3 separate regions of the Mus musculus genome follow, and regions 1 and 2 are each linked to region 3. A link is a contact called in public HiChIP or PLAC-seq data. All regions are on one chromosome and are shown on one strand. Each heading gives the region's core, a stretch centred on a gene start, on an enhancer-like site or on the middle of the called end of the contact. The rest is flanking DNA. Distances are from core to core; before and after follow the strand shown.

Evidence for each region. HiChIP or PLAC-seq counts read pairs in DNA pulled down with a chosen protein or histone mark.
Region 1: a CTCF HiChIP or PLAC-seq map of the NIH/3T3 cell line shows a contact between it and region 3, with 6 read pairs. The contact joins two enhancer-like sites. A contact is called at or near these places in 1 of 15 datasets of contacts at CTCF or cohesin (the NIH/3T3 cell line) and 1 of 115 datasets of contacts at active chromatin or transcription factors (pancreatic cancer cells).
Region 2: a contact with region 3 is called in a FOXA1 HiChIP or PLAC-seq map of pancreatic cancer cells. The contact joins two enhancer-like sites. A contact is called at or near these places in 1 of 39 promoter capture datasets (pre-B cells) and 1 of 115 datasets of contacts at active chromatin or transcription factors (pancreatic cancer cells).

Annotation. Positions count from the first base shown.
Region 1 is chr7:29,448,933-29,451,840 of GRCm38.p6, forward strand. The region is part of intron 2 of Sipa1l3 (signal-induced proliferation-associated 1 like 3); the gene reads right to left. Among named protein-coding and RNA genes, the nearest start is that of Sipa1l3, 55 kb to the right of the region's middle. Within about 2 kb of position 1,434, at least 29 of the 459 cell types and tissues checked have an H3K27ac peak or open chromatin away from gene starts, as enhancers often do. A contact at or near this core is called in the NIH/3T3 cell line and pancreatic cancer cells, where this site is marked.
Region 2 is chr7:29,494,903-29,497,968 of GRCm38.p6, forward strand. The region is part of intron 2 of Sipa1l3 (signal-induced proliferation-associated 1 like 3); the gene reads right to left. Among named protein-coding and RNA genes, the nearest start is that of Sipa1l3, 9.0 kb to the right of the region's middle. Within about 2 kb of position 1,604, at least 47 of the 459 cell types and tissues checked have an H3K27ac peak or open chromatin away from gene starts, as enhancers often do. A contact at or near this core is called in pancreatic cancer cells, where this site is marked.
Region 3 is chr7:28,929,428-28,932,222 of GRCm38.p6, forward strand. All of the region lies in intron 1 of Actn4 (actinin alpha 4), which reads right to left. It overlaps Gm38978 (a long non-coding RNA gene), which reads left to right. Exons shown (of 2, transcript XR_881921.2): 2 at 1-2,697. Among named protein-coding and RNA genes, the nearest start is that of Gm38978, 3.4 kb to the left of the region's middle. Within about 2 kb of position 1,519, at least 152 of the 459 cell types and tissues checked have an H3K27ac peak or open chromatin away from gene starts, as enhancers often do. A contact at or near this core is called in the NIH/3T3 cell line and pancreatic cancer cells, where this site is marked.

The DNA of each region.
Region 1 (2,908 bases), core at 184-2,683, 520 kb after region 3:
GGGTGGCAGAAATGCTACAAACAGAACCCCGGCTGATGGGGATTGTGGGAAGGAAAATGTGCCATGGGGAGGAGGAAGCCAGCAAACACTGTTGAGTGGGTGAGTTTCGGGAAGAACAACCCACACACAAAACTGGTAGATGTGGAAGACAAGCTTGGGCAGCTGGCAGACAGGGACTGGAGGGTGACTCTCCACTGTACAGTCAGAGGCTGCATCCCGACGTGGCAATGAAGAACCATGTGCACAACAGACCCTTAAAACCGCCATCACCTAATGTCAGCACTTGATATTGTGCCTGTGTTCACATAATGATAAAAAGCACCTAAACTTTTTCTCCTTTATCAAGCATGAAGTGATATAAAACTGTGCTAGGTGGGGTGGGGGGGGGAGGGCGTGGCTAAATGGTAGAGACCCTACCTGGAATCCACCAATGGAATGGTGCTGACCAGAGGAAGCCATGGTTACTGGTTTTGTGTGTGGGTTGTCCTTCCAGACAACTCACCCACCCAACAGTGTTTGCTGGCTCTCTTCTCTCCTCTGCCCTCCCCTCCCCTCCCCTCCACATTTTACTTGCCACAATCCCCATCAGCCACGGTTTTGTTTCCCGTGTAAGCTGCGCACCTGCCTATATTCTATCACTGGGAAGCTGGGGATACAGTAATAAACCCTTGTCTACCTTCACAAGGGTTTAGGTTTGCTCCCCAGCACTGCAAAAATACAAGAAAATATACAAATTCCACAGATAGATTTTAATTATCAATGCTTGAAAATATTAGGTACTCAACAAAAGGTTGGAATCATGGCTCTGGTACATATATAAAATGCACACTACACAACAAGCTGGTACTCAACTTGGAACCAACCAAAGCCTCATGATGGTTGGGTCTTGACTGCGGAGGCTCTACACTAGATGTGAGCCTTGGCCAAAAGACACTATCTAAGGCTGTGTCACCACCACCCAAGGGAGAAAAGACAGCAGTGAGACGGGGCTGGTAGGACACTGCTCTCCCCTTTCCTCAACTGTGAAATGGGGACAGAATCTATTATTGGTCTCTGAGGCTGGTTGTGTGGATCTAACGGAATGATACAGTGATTTAACATAGCAGCTAGCACTTATGACTCAGCGCATAAGGGTCCTCATCACTGTATGCTGCCGAGTGGGAATCACTTGAAGGTGGTGTATGAAAAGCTCCACTTACTGGGAATTAGCCATTCCAAAGGTAACTATGGGCTGGCAAGATGGCTCAGCAGCTCAGGGTGTTTGCCACCTAAGTCTAGTGACCTGAGTTTGATCTCCAGAATCCATGTAAAAGAGGAGGACAAAATTGACTCCACAAAGCTGTCCTCTAGTGGCCACATGTGTCCATATATGAGGGCAGGGTAGAAATAACGAAGTAAAACCAGAAGGTGGCCAGATGTAGTGACTCACACCTGGAATCCCAGCAGGAGGATCAGTACAGATCTGAGGCCAGCCCGGATCTGAGTCAGAGTGAGGCACTGAGAAGAACAGACACTCGAGCTGGAGGGATGCCACGGAGGTTAAGAGCACTTGCTGTCCTTCAGAGCACCGAGGTCCCAGCACCCACATCAGGCCACTCCCAACTACTACAGCTTCAAGGGACCTGAGGTCCTTCTGTGGCTTCCTTGGACACCACACTCATGTTGTGTACACACACACACACACACACACACACACACACACACACACACTTTAAAGCAGTGATTCTCAACCCTTCTAACGCTGTGACCCTTTAATAAAGTTCCTCATATGGTGGTGACCCCCAACCATAGAATTACTGTCATCGCTACCTTATAACTGTAATTTTGCTACTGTTAGGAGTCATAATTTAAGTATCTGTTTCCCCATAGTCTTAGGTGACCCCTGTGAAAGCATCATTTGATCCCCAAAGGGTTGCAACCCAAAGGCTAAGGAACATAAAAAGAAAGCAAAGGAAAAGGAAACTCATAAAGGTGATTGTTTTTATTATGTGACTGTCAGTGGTAAGATCAACCCTAATCCAAAAATTCTTCAACTCCCAAAAAGTGCTGAGAAGACACACGCGGACAATCCGATGCCTGACCTGAAGTCGCAGCCAACGCTGGCGTGCTTATGTTACATAAAACGGCTCCCAGGTTATTTGGATCAAGAGGTATTTCAAACAGAAGTGAATTTGGTGTTCACACTTGGTTTCCACTCAGAAGATAGCTCACATATATTCAGATATTCCAAAATCTGCAACATTTCTGGTCTCAAGCACTCTGGATAAAAGACCCTTGGGGGCTCAGAAAAAGCTCAGAGGTCAGCTTTACCTAGCATGCTCAAGGCTGTTTTCAAGCCAGGTACCGAAATTAACAAACAAACCAACCAACCAACCACTTTTAAAGGGGTATTCTACCTCTGTGATCATGTCGGTTCTCCCCACGTCCAAGTTAAAGTAAGGCACATCTTGGGAAACAGTTACGCCATTCACCAAAGGGGCTTGGACCTTGCCTTTAGGGGGCTGACGTTACAGAGGTGGGGTCCTGACGATGCAGGTTTCATAGCTCAGAGAAGAGGCTGGGCTGCGGGGGAGGGGGAAGCAGGCCCTTTGGAGTGCTGTGTGAGGGGGATCTAAAGGAGGCGTTGGCATTAGTCTGGTCAGAGGACTAAGGGAAGGAGAACCCATGGACAAAAAGGAGTGGCCCAGGAAGAGAAAGTAAACGTCACGCATAGGACAGCAGAGGGTCAGGATGCAGAGGGCAGGTGCAGAGTCCTACAGGACTGGGCTAGGATGGGTGGTGGGCAGAGGTCACAGCAAACTAGGCTTGGTGGGCCACAGTGCAGCGATGACCTGCCCACAAGAGGTCACTTCTAGAATCTGAGAAATGAATGGGTCACTCTCAGCCTGCAGCAGAGCATCTGTGAATC
Region 2 (3,066 bases), core at 354-2,853, 570 kb after region 3:
AAGTAAACCATGGATCGCTGGCTGCGCACTGGGGAAGGTGGCGAGAAGGATTTGACGGACGTGAGAAAACCTTCAGCCCATCCGTTCAGCAAGTCGAAGGTCAGAGCCTAGCCACACCTCATCAGAGCCACGTGTAGAGTATACCCAGGCCAGCAGTGGTAAAGTCCCTGCTTTCTGCCCTGTAATAAAGACCGTAATAAAAGTCATGTCAGGATCTGGGTTATCAGGGAAGATATCAGGCAATGCCGCTGGTATGCTTCATCCTACTCTGAATCCGTGTAAGACATGGACATTCTCCACAGGCTGTGGTGACACTGTAGACTGAAGGCTGTGGCTGAAGGGAAGGAGAAATGGGTCTCTCCACAGCCAGCAGCTTCTACTTCCAGCCCCAAGTAGTGAACAGTAAAGAGAGCATCACTTCTCTGGGGCTCAATGCCCCTTCTCGGCAAAGGGTGAAATAAAGAGTATATGAAGCCAGGAGGTGGCACATGCCTGTAATCCCAGGGCTAGAGAGGTGCAGGCAGGAGGATGAGGAGTTCAAAGCCATCTTGGCTAGATACCAAGTCTGAAGCCAGCCCTACATGAAGGCTATCCACTATGTGTCTGGCTGTCTGTGTGTGTGTGTGTGTGTGCGTGCGTACACTGATGTGAGAAACCACATCAACCCATGTCAAAGGAGACTGGGAATACCTGGTGGTTGTGGTGCATGCCTTTAATTCAGCACTTAAGGGGCAGAGGCAGGGGGATCTCTGTGAGTTCAAGGTCAGCCTGAGTTCAGGACAGCCAGGGCTACACAGAGAAACCCTGTCTTGGAAAGGTGGGGGATGGGGGGAGGCATGGAGGCTGTGGTTACTGTGTTAAGTGGCATTACTCGCAAACCAGGTCTGAACTCTCTGGATAATGCTCTACCCTTCTCACTACCCTTTCTGTCAATTCCCCGTCAAGTTCACCTCCACAGCACCAAAGCCAGCACTCTGACCCTGCACTGTACCTTCCCCTTCAGCTGGCCCAGGCTGCCTCAAAGCCCCTCCTTGGTGTTTCTTTGGGTAGCCAGAAGACAAAGGAGAGGCGACTCACACACTCCACCAGGCCCTCACCGTGGCCCTTCTGCTGCCTCCTCCAGCTCCAGCCACACCAAAAGCACTCCTGCTTCAGGACCTTGCACCTGCTCTTGTGAGAAAAGCTCTTCAGCTGACTTTTATGAGGGCGGTCCACCTCAGTGGATGTGTCCCAACCCTGGCCAGAGGGAAGCACCCCCCCCAACCCCCAGTGTGTCCCTTGCCATTCTGCTTTAATGACTTCCCAGTGTTACTCATCCCTGCCATTACCTTATTAGTCATTTACTCCTGGTTATCTGTACCCCTCGCCCTGAGCATAAACCTCGGGCTCTGTCCCCAGGTCCTGAAACATTTGTAAAGCTCAAGGAATATTTACGAAATATGTCAACAACCCAATGGATTAATACACGGCCCTTCGCTGCACATCCAACACTCCCCTCCCACTCTCTAGAAGCCAAGAGGCTCTTGGGGATTGGGTAGGACAATGCATAACTGGTCCCAAAGCATCCAAATGATTCTAAGCATGCTATTGCTCTAAAGAATCCATGACCCAGATAACGAGCCCAGGGTCAGAGTTCCCCCTGGCCAGGCCACTTAGCAGGAATGGCCTCTCTCCACCAGAGCAGAGCCCTTCATTGTTCTGTCAGGTTGGAAAGCCTCTTCAGAAGCAGCACAATACTCAGAAGCCTCTTGACCCAAGTAGGAAGAATGAAACCTTGGCTCCTGGGCAGACCCTCACAGACTCCCAAAGTCAGAAAACATATTGGGGGTGGGGGATGGGTACTGTCAACAGCCTAGAGTTTCTTCTTAGTGATGCCGGCTGACTGGCAAAACCAAAGGTCCCACCTGGCCAAAGGTGAGGCTTGGGGTAACCACACCTGCCCAGGGGACAGCTGGGTCGAGTATCTGGGTGTGCAGTATCAAGGTCCTGTAAAGATCGAAGGAACGAACATAAAACCCTCAGGAAGATTGTAATCACGGTTCCAGATTGTGCAGATTAGAAACCAGGCTGCTGGTTCAGTCCTCATTTCTAATGTAAGCAAAGGTTCAAAAGAGCCAGACCCCAGGGGGCAGGGGAGTGGGGATGAATAATACATGTGGTTTCTCCTTCCAGCACAAGTCCAGCGAGATGGAGAGGGCATATTATAATGTCACAATGCTGGCAGACCGCCAATGACAAAACAGACCTAGGCAACAGTCACCCACGGCCACTAACACAGAAGACAATGGACTTCTCCATGGTACCTACTGGATACAGGCACCGCAACACCAGGAGTTGGCCATGCCCTTCCTGCCAAAACAATGCGTGCATGTGCATATGTGAGCATGTGTGCACACGTGTACACCTGCTGTGTATCAAAGCTGAAGTTCACTTGGTCTTCAGGTGTACACGTGTGCACAAATGTAAACCCAGCTACTCATTTACAGCAAACACAGGGAAAGCACGGTCCACTCTAGACTTCCCTGTATACAGAACAAATGACGCAGCTCTCTTCATCAGGTCAGCTGCCAGAAAGCACAGATATGGTGGCATAACCTGTAATCCTAGACTGAGGCAGCAAAGTCTTGAGTTCCAGGCCAGCCTAGGGGTTAAAGCAAGTAAAAGCCAAAGTGCGGGGTTGGGTAGAAGGGTCAGAGGGTCAGGTCACTTGCTGTACAACTATGAGGACCTAAGATCATCAAATCTCTACTATCCACAGAAAAGCCACATAATGTGTGCCTGTAATCCCTGAGAGTTAGCCGGTCTAGCCTAGCCAAAACTTCAGGCTTCTAATTAAAAGAGAGACCCTGTCTTAAGGAAATAAAAGAGAAAAATAAAGATACTAGGTGCCCTGCCCTCGCACATATGCGCAAACCTACACACACACACACAGACACACACACACAGCCCAAGATAGGAGAAAGAGAGGATGCTCTTCCCTATAAAAGATTAAGAGAAATTTAACAGGGTTGGGAACCAGTCCAGGGGAACTGGTGGTGGAACAAACAGGTTCTACAAAGACAGTGA
Region 3 (2,795 bases), core at 269-2,768:
GGCAGGTTCAGCCCTCCCCACTGAGACGTTCTGCAAGAAGGAAATGAATGAAACCTACCTTGGTAGCTACTCTTAAAAGTCCAAACATCCATTCCCAAAAGTCTTAACATTAGGGCTCCACCCACTCCCCTGGCATTCTGCCAGGAAGGTCCTCGGGCTGCCCTTCTCACCTGGAGGACAGGGAGCTAGCGCCAAGGACAAAAAGCCCATTCATCTTCAATGCTTACAGCTGAGCTCAGGTTTCCTGGTGAGGGTGGGGGTGGGGGACTGAATATCTGGTTAAACCTTGATCCTTCAAAAAGATAGACAAGGCAGCTGATCCTGACCTGGACACAGTGGCTTGCAACACTAACCGGTACCAGCGACCCAGTGTTAGAATTAAGATTTTAGTATGGACCAATTTCCCTAGTGCCTTGCCTTGCTCATCCAGACAAGAGGGGGCTGAAATCAGACGGTGTTGATGGGCCGTGGTCTAAGCAGGCACCATACCTCTGTTCCAGGCCACTCAGGGAACTTCCCATATCGCGCAAGTGCTACAAACCAGGACATCAGGGCATGGGGACCAGAGCAAGCCATCCCATTCCTCCTCCTCCAGATGGCAGGAGGTAGCATGTTTTTGCTGGTACTCACAGCACCCAGATACTGGGCTCTCCAACTACAAGAGGACTGTTAACTGGACTGGTTTCACCTTTGCAACTGAAACTCAGTGACCTTTTCCTTTTTTGGAATATTTTGATTCCAGTTCACAGCATTCTCTTACAGAAGCAGACTGACCTGGAGGGTGGGCCCATAAAGCCCAGGGTATAGAAAAATGAGTTTAGCAATCTGTGGTCTCACCCTGAGGGGATACAGAAGCCAAGTACAGGTGTCTTGCAAACACTGCTTTCACTGGTGTCCTGTCCTCTGAGCCTGGGGTTAGAGGGTCTGTCTCAAGAGGGCTTAGAGCCTTAGGGGAATGCAGGAGTCCATACCTGCATCATCAATCTTTTGCCTGAGTCCAAGGTCAACTGGTGTTGCCCCAGAATGACTCCCCTCAGGCTGGCACACAGCAGGGGCTCAGAGAGCACTAAGTGAGAGTGAAAGAATCCAATCAACCTAGGAGAGACTTTTGACCAGAAACCCTGGCCAAGAGGCAACTGGAGGAACTCGGAATTATCCAATCTTGCCCCAGCCTCCTATGAAGAGGTGTTGGCTGATCCCTGGTCTAGAGATGCTATGAGGTACACACTAGGCTTGGGAGTCACCCCACCAATGCACACATATCTGGTCTATCTCAGACTCCAAGGATGTAAAACCTACACCAACAATAGAATGGTGTCTGGGGAGAATTTTAAAAAAGAAAAGCCAAAATCAGATTCTATAGTCAGTAATTACAGGACTAGGAGGAACCAGCAGGGAGCGACTGAAACCTCTGACTCACAGCTGGCTCCATTAAAAAACGGTGAAACTGTTTGCTCTGGCTGAGCGACAGGGCAGACTCTCCCCCTAGCTTGTACTGCCCACACACTTTCTAAGCCTGGCCCTAGCTAGCAATGAGCACTCTGGGGCAGAGCACACAGCTACCCTCAGAACAGTGGACAGGGCACTGGGCATGGTCGGGTGTGGGTTCCATTTCAACAGGAGAAGACAATGGAAAGGGGAGCTTTGTATCCTTGCAACCCACCCTCAAAGCTACTAGGGTTGGATCTGAGGGAGCCAACAAGAGGTGGTTTTTGTGACTAGGTGGGGTATTACATTCGCCATAACATAATTATAGAAATGACTCATGATTCTCGAGCCTTCCCTGTGTGTGGGGCTGTCTTTGGTTTTACAGGAAAGGTTCCAGTACTGAAGGAGCTGCCTACTGGTGGGCCTGGAGGCCCCTGGAGCCAAGATGGGTGTCACAACTTGCTTCAATCCCCATTAGACTTTTTACATTGCTTCTCATCAGATCCCCAAGACACTAACCCAATGGCAGCCTCTGACCCTCAGGCAGATTCCCAGCCCAGACGGCGTGTGTTGCCCGCCTGTGCCTGGGCTTACGTAGGTGAGTCATGGAGAAGGGAGGGCAAGTCAGGTGACCAGGTGAGACTCAGAACTCCTGAGGTAGCCTGGTTACCTTGACATTCCTGTGATTATGCCAAGGTAAAAAGTAACCCAAGGAGTTTGCCTTATATGGGCACAATGACAGATTTCAACACAACTGTTAACTGACCCCACATCCAATCTAGTCTAGGTTGCTCAGGTGACACCCGATAAAGCTGCTCTGAAAGTAGGAAATAAATAACAACTTATGACAGATCATGACCAGTGACTCACAAAACAAAGGTGCAGTCCAACTATATCTATGTGACTTTTAGACAGGGGCAGGGGTGACCGGCCTGTAGACCAAGAGGCTCTATCACTCCCCCACCCACACCTGGTGGGGAGACCTGGCTAAGGCAGGGAGGGTTGTGGAGGAAATCCACTTCAGACTGTAACTGAACAGCAAGTCCCGGCTAGGTTCTAAGAGACCTGGTGCTTTCCCCGAGAAGGGCCAGGACAAGCAGGGGCCACTGGGAGGCATGGCTCTTTAGGCTGACAGGACAACACGAGCAGAGTAAGTACAGGCTCCTTCATGAGAAACCCTAGCATCAAAGAGATTGAGATAGGAGGACTACATATGCCAGCCTGGGCTACATAAAGACCTTGGGGTTTTAGTTTAAAAAAAAAAAAAAAGAGAAAGAAAAGATACATATGAGAACGAAAGAAACCAGCTGGGCTTTGCAGGAATCCTAAAAGTCATCCCAGGAGGCAGGCCCTTCTCCAGCAGCAGC